2 separate regions of the Bombyx mori genome follow, and region 2 is linked to region 1. A link is a contact called in public Hi-C data. All regions are on one chromosome and are shown on one strand. Each heading gives the region's core, a stretch centred on a gene start, on an enhancer-like site or on the middle of the called end of the contact. The rest is flanking DNA. Distances are from core to core; before and after follow the strand shown. Region 1 overlaps LOC101737192 (dual specificity testis-specific protein kinase 2). Region 2 overlaps LOC101737192 (dual specificity testis-specific protein kinase 2).

What was found. Hi-C and Micro-C count contacts between places; a contact is called where the count stands out from the background.
Region 2: a Hi-C map of whole pupa shows a contact between it and region 1, with 2.6 times the contacts expected there. The contact joins two enhancer-like sites. A contact is called at or near these places in 3 of 7 Hi-C or Micro-C datasets (midgut and whole pupa).

Annotation. Positions count from the first base shown.
Region 1 is chr22:15,104,805-15,110,248 of ASM3026992v2, forward strand. The region is part of intron 1 of LOC101737192 (dual specificity testis-specific protein kinase 2); the gene reads left to right. Among protein-coding and RNA genes, the nearest start is that of LOC101737192, 8.9 kb to the left of the region's middle. Within about 2 kb of position 2,022, at least 5 of the 8 cell types and tissues checked have open chromatin away from gene starts, as enhancers often do.
Region 2 is chr22:15,202,986-15,208,380 of ASM3026992v2, forward strand. It overlaps LOC101737192 (dual specificity testis-specific protein kinase 2), which reads left to right. Exons shown (of 9, transcript XM_038018960.2): 2 at 1,391-1,512. Among protein-coding and RNA genes, the nearest start is that of LOC101746659, 32 kb to the right of the region's middle. Within about 2 kb of position 3,641, at least 4 of the 8 cell types and tissues checked have open chromatin away from gene starts, as enhancers often do.

The DNA of each region.
Region 1 (5,444 bases), core at 772-3,271:
AATCATATAAATAGGATACATATTTCAGCCTATCAAAACATACCATACTTTCGTTTCCTGATAATTCAATATGTTTTCAAATCTGAATGATAATAAAAACAATAAATTATTAAATAAACAGAACAGTAAAAATGTTTAAAGATACGATAACTTCAAAGGCGTAACTCACACAGTCGTGTAGTTGGAATCGGTATTTGGTATAAGTCTAGACCCTGGATTTAAACCAATTAGTGTCTACGCAAGTCCGATGTTTCTAATTAACTAACTAATTCAATTGATTCGACATCGTAACATTTTACTTCGGTCTAATAAATAGTTTTGAATTCTGAATAAAGGTTTTACACTAATATAGGAAGCTTATGAATTTTATGTTTACTTTGCCAATGCTTACTTATGATAGAAAAATAGATGGGGGAAGTATTACGACCCGGAATGATGAGGGGAGGTCGCAATAGTAACAATTTAAAAAGACAGAATCGCGGACACTTACCTACTGATGAATAAAGGTCAGACATCATGTAAACCGTCATAGCCGATGCTGCGGACCAAATGGCAAACCGTCGCCCAAAACACGTAATCTCGGATCCACCCGATCCACTAACGTTGCTTGTAAGGTACCTCAAGCACCGGTCATCGTTCTCGTCGAACCCGTCGCTTGCGACGAAGGGCTCGGCGAGTAAATTAACCCACAGACGCAGCCCACTGAGTTTCTCGCTGGATCTTCTCAGTGGGTCGCGTTTCCGATCCGGTGGTAAATTCTGCGAAGCACGGCTCTTGCTAGAGTTCGTGTTAGCAATATCGTCAGGTTTGAGCCCCGTGAACTCGCCTACTAGCCCGATGACGCTGACGCCACTCATTGTTTGTACGTATTCATCAAATTCTACAAAATAATATTTCTCGGAAATAATGATAAAGATATCTAAGTTCCAAACACTCGTTTTAATCTAACGGAAGAAACATTATCGCCAAACACACAAGCATGAGGTCGTTTATCGTAAAAAAATATATGTGATTCAGGATATTTTTATTTCCTGTAGGTAAGTGTGCGTTTAGAATAGACGAGAAACGGAAATGGGGTTGGTTCCTTGCGATACTTAACTTGCTCAGAACTGAACCGTTCGACTCGGTCTGACTCATGAATGTTTGTAAACACAGCCACGTAATTTAAATAGAATCGTTATTTTTACACGACCGCACTAGTAAAAGGGTCACGTTCTTCGAATTTACTGGTGGTAGGACCTCTTGTGAGTCCGCGCGGGTGGGTACCACCATCCTGCCTATTTCTGCCGTGAAGCAGTAATGCGTTTCGGTTTGAAGGGTGGGGAGCCGTTGTAACTAAACTTGAGACCTTAGAACTTATATCTCAAGGTGGGTGACGCATTTACGTTGTGGATGTCTATGGGCTCCAGTAACCACTTAACATCAGGTGGGCTGTGAGCTCGTTCACCCTAATAAGCAATAAAAAAAAATTCTGTATTTGGTGGTGCATACTGGTGGTGCGGGGTATTGTGCCTGTCTGTATCTGTTACGTCATTTATTTCGACCTCATGAGCAGGGCAGCCATTATACAAATATTTTCGACCTAATTAATATACCAACGGTAAAGCATTCGGGTCCTTTCAAAGGGATAATCGATGGTTCGGAGTCGGTGGGCATCCTTTTGTGTGCTCTACCTTACCTGTCGCGAGTTCTTCAACTAATAAAGACAATGCTCTCTTTCTCAATCTACCACCGTTCCATCGGACACCGGAGGAAAGTTGATGCTTTTTGCCTTTAACCAATTCCTTCCGTGCATTGCTCGAACTATAAAACTATGAAAGGAAGTCCCCTTTTCGTTATACCCCGGGATCTATGAAACGTATCTTTAAACGAGGTTTGAGAAGTGTCTGGTATTCCTGATAGTAATGGATAGCGGCAACTACTCTCCATCAAACCGCGCTTCACTCACTTTTGTCCATTCATTATGGACAAATCTCACGATAATATTTTATCGTTACATAAAAACACCCGTTGGTCAGATAACAGAATGAATGACATTCAGTGACATTTAAAATGTGTATATTTCAAACTGAACTCTAAGGTTGATAGCATTGTTTATTTAAAATGCGAATAACCAAACGGGTTTCCCAACTTAGTTGTCTTCTTCAAGTACTCTGGTTTCTCGTGTCTCAAGGTAGACGACTGCTGTTAAGAAATATCACTAGTAAAACTAATTACGCCGAATAGCGCGCAATGTAAACAAAACGTATGTATGTATGTACAGAGCATGTATCACCTATGACCACGAAAACTAAGATACCTATTTTTTATTTTATTTTTTATTGCTTAGAAGGGTGGACGAGCTCATACAATACAACTATATCAAAAGCCCGTCTCGTGTAGTGGTAAGTGACATGGTCACTACACAAGGGGGTCGCGGGTTCGAATCCTGCCAAGGGAAGATATTTGTATGATAAATACAAAATGACTTTTCCAGGGTTATGAATGTATATTAAATATATGTATGTGTATAATAAAAACCTTACATTTATTTCCGTTCTCTGGTACCCGTAACACAAGTTCTTTACGAACTTAGTACGGGATCAGTTAACGTGGCGTGATTGTTAAAAAATAAATAACAAATATAGTAAATAAAAAAATATATACGTACGTATAAAACTATTACTATTTCCCTGGCATCGAGGAAGTGATTCACTTGATACAGGATGTAACCTTCACATTCGCTAACAAGGCTCACTTACTGATTTTTAATCGTTCTATTACTCGGCACGAACGGTTATGTTCGGTTGGCTAGTGTGAACCTACATAATAATATGGCTTCTAATTTGATTAACGTCATAAGCTGTTGCGAAGGTCCCTGAGGATAATTTGTGGCTGGAAGTAATTACTTGTAGGATGTGCTAAAGCAATGCAGATAAAAGCTCGTTTAGTTTGGTTGTTATTATTTTTTAAATTAAATAATTTCGACTCATATTATCTCGAGTTCAGCAACTACGTTGTGAGAAAGAGAGGTCTATGGCTTAAAAATGGTTTTTTTTAGCAGATCTTTCTTTAATAACAGAGTATGAAGAAAGCCGCAAGTTGTCACGTAAAAATAATGTGAATGCCGATTTCTCGGCTTAGATTAGACCATGTGAACTGATCGTAGATTCGGAACACTATAAGGAAAGCGAATAAGGAAAGGATAATGAAAATAAATTCAGAAACTGACATCAGTTCAACCTTTGAAAATTACGCATCAATAAAGCTCCCGTATTACATGAAGTCAAAATAATGAGAATATAATCAGTGATTATAATCAAATTACTTAATTGGTATTATTAATCAAAAAGAAAATCACACTTCAATTGCACATTATTCTCTACCGGTATAATTATATCTGTGCAAATAATAAAACTTTCATCGGTGAATGCTTTCATAATAATTAACTTTCCAACGGTTTTCGACTGCTCTTTGTTTTCGCCGGAGGGTAAAAGCCGTCTGTAGTGGAACAGGGCGAGGCTTTCCGCCACCCCCACGCCGCTCCCACATCCAATATGCTAGTGGTTACAGTTGAAATGCATGGTCTAATGTATTTTAGCCCCTTACTAAATTACGTGAGGTGAGCTGTATTGGATGTTATAAATTATTCGAAATTCCCGAGACCTTGAAAAGAATTATTTTCGTTAAGCAATGATCTTTTTTGTTCATTGAATAGGATAATAGTTTTAAAATATAAAAATGTATTGCTGTTCGTTAGTCTCGCTGAAACTCGAGAACGGCTGGACCGATTTGGCTAATTTTGGTCTTGAATTATTTGTGGAAGTTCAGAGAAGATTTAAAAGGGAGATAAATAGGAAAATGCTCGGAATTAAATAAAAATAGCAATTTTGTTTTCCCTTTGATGTGTGCTCTGTCGGACGGATTCCTTTTGTTCGTTTTAAGTTTATTTTATACAAAAGTTAAGTCTTTTATTTATCGATTGAGGCACTACGAAGTCTGCCGGGTCAGCTAGTAGTTTTAAATTTTCAGATTCGTTTATTACCACGTACTAGTTATCAACTTCAAATCTGTCGCATAAAAGTTTTCATTTTTTTCTTGCCATAAATCTTCAAGTAGATGCAAAAGTGCTGTTTCGTCTCACTATCAGTCTACAAGAGTAGCACAGGTCATACATATTACGTACATGCGACGTAACAGGAATAGGTTAGGAAAGAATTCACGTAAGTATTTCATTGTTTTTATGATGTAGTGTGGAAACTACGGATTCTATTTTATAGACGTATTAAAAGTAACTTTACTGGACCTCTTCTGAGTCCGCACGGGCAGGTACCATCACCTATTTTCTGCCGTGAAGCAGTAATGCGTTTCGGTTTGAAGGGTGGGGCAGCCGTTGTAACTATACTGAGACCGTACAACTTATATCTCAAGGAGGGTGGCGCATTTACGTTGTAGATGTCTATGGGCTCCAGTAACCAATTAACACCACGTTGGCTGTGATCTCGTCCACCCATCTAAGCAATAAAACAAAAAAATTAAATTCAATATTCGTTCATACAGCAGCCTAATATAAATATTTAGTAAACTTAAAATATTCGCGCACTCGCAATTCTGTTTAATGTTTGGACATTAAAACAATTCTAATTTGCGGAAGTAGGTACGTACATTGAGCGGTCAGTTAGCGCGGACACGCGAAACAACAGTTAACGTTTTAATGTATGTGCGTATGTCTCGAGAATGTTTATGGACACTTCCACGCGTACTCACACGAGCTATCCTAAAGCCTTGTTCGGACTAGGCGAGTATTTTAGTCGAGTACCGAGTAATTTTATTGGCTATGCTACTCGCGACTCGCCCGAAAAAATAGAACAAAATGGATTGACTTGACTAAATTATTTACTAACCTTCTTGACTAAATTTTTGGTGCTCAGACACATTTTGCTACTAAATTACTCGGTACTCGACTAAAATACTCGCCTAGTCCGAACAAGGCTTTAGTCTATTTTCATTTGTTAATTGAAATTTGACGACACTGATTTTTGTTTTGGTTTTGTTTTTAGAATTTGATAAGTGAGATCGATGTTTCTTATGTATGACAGCTATACTATATTGTAAACCTTGTCTATGCCCTGCATACGGTACACCTGATGGTAAGTGGTCGACGTCGCTCGTTTTCAGTGGGTCGCATTTCCGATCCGATGGTAGATTCTGCGAAGCACTGCTCTTGCTAGGGCCAGTGTTAGCAACACCTCCGGTTTGAGCCGCAAGAGCTCACCCACGCGCTAGGGTCACGCTTGATATAGCCTCTCAAGGCTAACAGCATAGGTAGGGAAAAAAAGCTCATGGACAAACAATGACAGAGGCATATCCAAGAACATGTCTGCTCCTGACATTGCTGAAGTCCATGGGCGACGGTAACCACTTACCATCAGGTGGGCCGTATGATCGTCTGCCTACAAGGGCAA
Region 2 (5,395 bases), core at 2,391-4,890, 100 kb after region 1:
TGTTAAATAAACAAAAAATATGATGTCACCACCATTAAAATTCAGATATATGAAAGTGATAGAAACACGATCGAAATTCTAAATAGACTATTCTTAAAAATTTTGTTGTTATGTAAATTTGAAACTAATTTCGATGCTGTTTTCACAATATAATATTATTGTTATGGGTATTTGCTTTTGTTTTTCTAGACAGTCTCGATCTTTTTTTTTTGTACCCTACAGATAGTGAAATTTAAAACTAATTTCTTCCATGACACCGAGAAACTTTATAGACCAATACTTAGAACAATTTTGCGTAATTACTGGTGGTAGGACCTCTTGTGAGTCCGCACGGGTAGGCACCACCACCCCGCCTATATCTGCCGTGAAGCAGTAATGCGTTTCGGTTTGAAGGGTGGGGCAGCCGTTGTAACTATACTGAGACCTTAGAACTTATATCTCATGGTGGGTGGCGCATTTACGTTGTAGATGTCTATGGGCTCCAGTAACCACTTAATATCAGGTGGGCTGTGAGCTCGTCCACACATCTAAGCAATAAAAAAATAAATAAAAAAAAAACATTTTTTTTTTTTTTAATACTAATTGAACATACAAAGTTCGAAACAATTTCAAATTCTAATCAAGTACATACATTCTAAATTCAATAAACAAATTAGTTTTGTGTGAACGTAAACATTCGGAATTTATAGTTCTACAAAACGTGCACTGCGATCGTAATAAACAGTGCGCCACAACTAATACGAGCCGCAGTCTAGAAATCTAGATCTAATCACGTATACATCGTGACCTACATAGTTTGGATCCCGAACGAAACTTTAATTTATTTTAGAAATTACACTCATGATAATTGAATTTAATACGATTTCATAGAATCTCGTAAATGTAAGTAGTTCAGTGTGCTTAGTGCGAGTTTTTTAACGTTCTCGATCGCGTAAAAGTTAACGTCAAATTTGTATGGAGCTGGAACGTTTGCCTACGTTTGCCGCTAAGGGCGCTGTTCGAACTGCATACAAATTTGAAGTTAACTTTTACGTTATCGAGAACGTTAAAACTCGCACTAAGCGCACAGGTCACGGAACTGTGTGGAATTAAATTGATAAATGTCGCTAATAACAAGGGAATTAGATTCTAAGAATGGGTGTCGCGGTTTAACCTGTTTCTATCGTGATACATTTAAATCTCCTGCTTGAAGAGCAGGAAAGCCGTTAGATAATTAAAAGTTGAATCTGATGTCTGATTCCGATACGTACTTTCTCGGATTTTTTTAACCTAAATCATTCGACACGCAACAGAAATACCCTTTTATGATACTATAGAGTATTATCGTGATTTACCTAACACAAAAAATTACAATTTACCGTTAATAAAAATTACATGAACGTTGTTACAGGTAACCCACAAAACATCAGCGAAGGTCATGGTGTTGAAAATGAACCAGCAACGGGCTAACAGACCGAACATGCTCCGAGAAGTGCAGCTCATGAACAAGTTGAAACATCCGAATATACTTGGGTGAGTGATATCTCTATACAGAGTTGGTGATATCTCTATACAGAGAGATATCAATAGCAACAGGGATTCTTCTTCTCAGTCGTTGGGCACTCTTGGCAGAGTGGCCGTGGTCATTTTTTTTAAGGGATTTTATGACCTGGTAACTAAGACCTTTAAGTCATGTCTTATTAAAATTTATATTCTTATTTTTATGAAAAATGATTATATGGAGTGAAATGAAATGAAGATGATTAATTTGGAACATTAATCAACTGGGATGAAATTAAATGAAATGAAATGAGATGATATGGGATGAAATATAATATCAGTAAAATGGTGTTCATTTACTGTGGTTTTTTCAGTGGGCTTTTTGGAGGATACCGAGAAGTTACGTCCAGTGGCTTTGTTTCATTTTCCCACATTTGTGCACTTTCACAGATAAACAGTTAATAAATCACCGTTATTACACCTGTTAAACCTGAAGAAACACTAAATAGACAAAATAAAACAAATCACATACCTTAACTCCTCGCGTTCCCGCCAAAAAGTCCGGCCGTGGTCATCAGTTCGGGTAGTGGTAAGCTTCACAAGACGTCGCCATGCCTCGCGTACCGCTACCCTTCTTGTGCAATCGTTGCCAATAGCGGTTAATAGGGATTACTCAAATGCTATCCAAAGTACTTTTCATATGTAGACAATCCCACAGACACAGCCCACTGAGTTTTTCGCCGGATCTTCTTAGTGGGTCGCGTTTCCGATCCGTTGGTAGTTTCTGTGAAGCACTGCTCTTGCTAGGGTCAGTGTTAGCATCAGTACGGTTTGAGCCCCGTGAGCTCACCTACTAGATAAGGTTACGCTGAAATAGCCTCTCAAGGCTATCAGCTTCGGTAGGAAAAAAAAAAGTAGACAATAACAAACAAAAAAACACATTAACAATTAACTATAAAAATCCAAAAAATAATGTGCGAATGTGATCCAGACAAAAATGTAAAATTAAATGTGCTGAGCAACCATCGATCATAGTTAATTGATACTAATTACAAAATATGAAGACACTTATAAATAATGTTAATTACCAAGCGGATACGAAACTGATTTTCATCTACATTTTAATGAACATATATTTCTGGGTCGTCATTAACATTTAGATCAGGAATTCGTCTTCAAATGTCATAAGTTATTATAAATATAATAATAATAAAATGTTGGCCAATGCTGACCACAAAAGCTTAGCGTAATGTCGCATGTATTGCCCTGCCTAGTAGTTCTGTTGGCCGCAGAAGCACACTAAAGCGTAATAAATAGTGGTTTCATTAGCTTGACCTGTATATCTACCGATTTATGTAACGGAATCTTTCAGTGTAATTTGAAAACTACAGCGTGTCCAATTAAATTGACAATTTACACACGTGTAAACATTTTCTCACCTTTATACGAAAACATTCCAATAACAAAACAAAATAGAAGATGAATCTAAGTCAAATTTTGACTACTGGGCGAATGCTGGCTAGAAAATTACGCTTATACAAAAAAAAAAAATTTAAAAATCACAAATTATGTTGACGGGATGTTATCAATTATCATCTGAATACATAGAGACTTTGATGTCTCAATGTGGGTGGCGACATTCATATTGCATCAATGAGCATTTGCAGCCCAATAATCTTTTATTTACGTTTGTTTAATGGTTTAATATTCCTTTCATAATAATTTATTTAAATTAGTATTGTAATATTAGCGAATATCCTATAACGGCTGTTTATACCTATCTACATATATAATAAATTAATTCTATGTGTTGCATGAATATCAATTTATGTTGCCTTGATATTTTCGATGCAAATCATTATTGGTAGAATTAATATAATATGTTTTAAATTTTATTTTTTATTTTTCATGCTTTTAGATTTGGATATTTGTAATGGTTGAGTAATTATTTACGAGTTAAAAATATCAATCGTTACCGCAAACGAAAATCATTCGAAACATCTGAGATCGTAAAATGATCAAAATAATCTCGAGATTAAACTGTTGCAGTGTTTCAGCAATGTTAATACTATAAGAATAAATTAACTGTGAGTTTGACGTCATCAATACGTATAGACAATAGGTACGCTGTTATTAACGACGTCAACGGGTCATGTGTGCCGAGTTGATTGCACCCCGGCCACTGCTCGGCTCCGAATCGCTAAGATGATGCGATATGTGTAATTAGACTGGAGCTATGATGCCAAATCGAAATCGAAATATGAATTCGAAAACAATATTCAAAATTCAATTGCTTTGGTATAACAGATTTCCGATCCACCGAACAAACCAGGATTGCTTCGCGTTTTGTTTTGTTGAACAAAGAACCAAATGATTGTTCTATCATGAAAAGAGCACAATTAGTATTAGTATGTCTATAATAATTATAATATGCAGGAATGCAAAAAATCCAAAGTCGCATCCCGCAAATACCGCTACTGAGAAGTGGTCTCAACATGGGCTTTATCAAAAAGCCCAAAGTTAAAAAGCAATACCGAAGGCTATCCTTGGATTATGAATTTGAAATCAGGATATTCACGGGAAAACCCTGGTAACCAAGTACAGCCCCAAAGGATTCCGAGGCCGAAATGGGTAAAGCACATTGCTCCCAGAATAAATGGCTACTGGGGCTAAAAAGTCCTAGAAGGTCGATCGACGACCTGTTGAAGGTCTCGCGAATCTACTGGATACGAACAACCCCCTGTGTTGAAACTTGGGAGATGCTTGTCTTGCTAGACTTTATGCATTTCATGTCTGGTATTGCAAAAGATACAGCAAAAAAAGTATTATACTAAACGTAATCCTCTAAGGAATGTTTGGCATTAGACACATAATTTGATATTCGAATGAATTCTGTTGTTTTTGATGTCGAACAATTTACTTTGGCACCGAATTAAGAATCTTCAAATAAACCACCTGATGTTTGTGAGACGAAACGTGTTTTGCCAAAATTTACGTTCGCCACGCGATTGTTTTAATTGTTGAAGTAATAGAGTTGTGTCACTTTTTGCTTTTCTTAGCGTGGCTGTTTACTACGAATGTCAAAAATTTATGGAACCGGGCCACTTTTCAGCCACTTTGGTTTACTATTGAGGAAACAATAAATAGTCAACAAATTTCATAGTCATTCGGTTTTAATGAAGAAAACAGTGCATTTCAGCAAAAAAATAAACACGGCTGGTTATCAATGACTCATTCAAACAATATGTATAATAATTTACGTATCTTTAACAAGTTCGCAAATATGTATTACCCGTATTAGGTCGCCGACGGTATGGTTTCCCCTTTGTTCTCAATGTTTGTGTTGACCAAACAACCTGGGTAGGTTTGTTTACTACATTTTTCAGGGTTGTGTCATCGCATACCGTATTTAACGTGATTTTTTCTAGATTTTTATTATGAAATGGAATTATGGAAAATAATGAACAAATAATGCTTACACATAAAGTGTCACTAGATTTTTCAATTAAGTTTGGAGATATCTTCGGTAATTGGAATTGTTCCTGAGCTGTGTAGGAAAAGGCAAAACAATGGTTGTGGTAATTTTGAGTCTTTGTTCGGAACTAACAGTGTTAACAAAAAACCCTCCTTAGAAGGCAACCTCGATGTGGTTCACCTGGTGGAAATTGGGCACCGTCGCTCCTGGACATCAGTCAGTGTCAGGGGCACAGCCAAACCACTGTCTGCCGCTGTGGACCGCTTATTTTATTAATAAATTATTGGAAAGAAACCACTATGTAAAACATGACCAAAATAATATTTAAATGAATCCTTTATCGGTCTATCCGATATTTAAACATAATTTATCTGATACCGTTTATACAGAAACAAGATTATAAGATAATACTATAGAATTGCTAAATTTAAAATATACTAT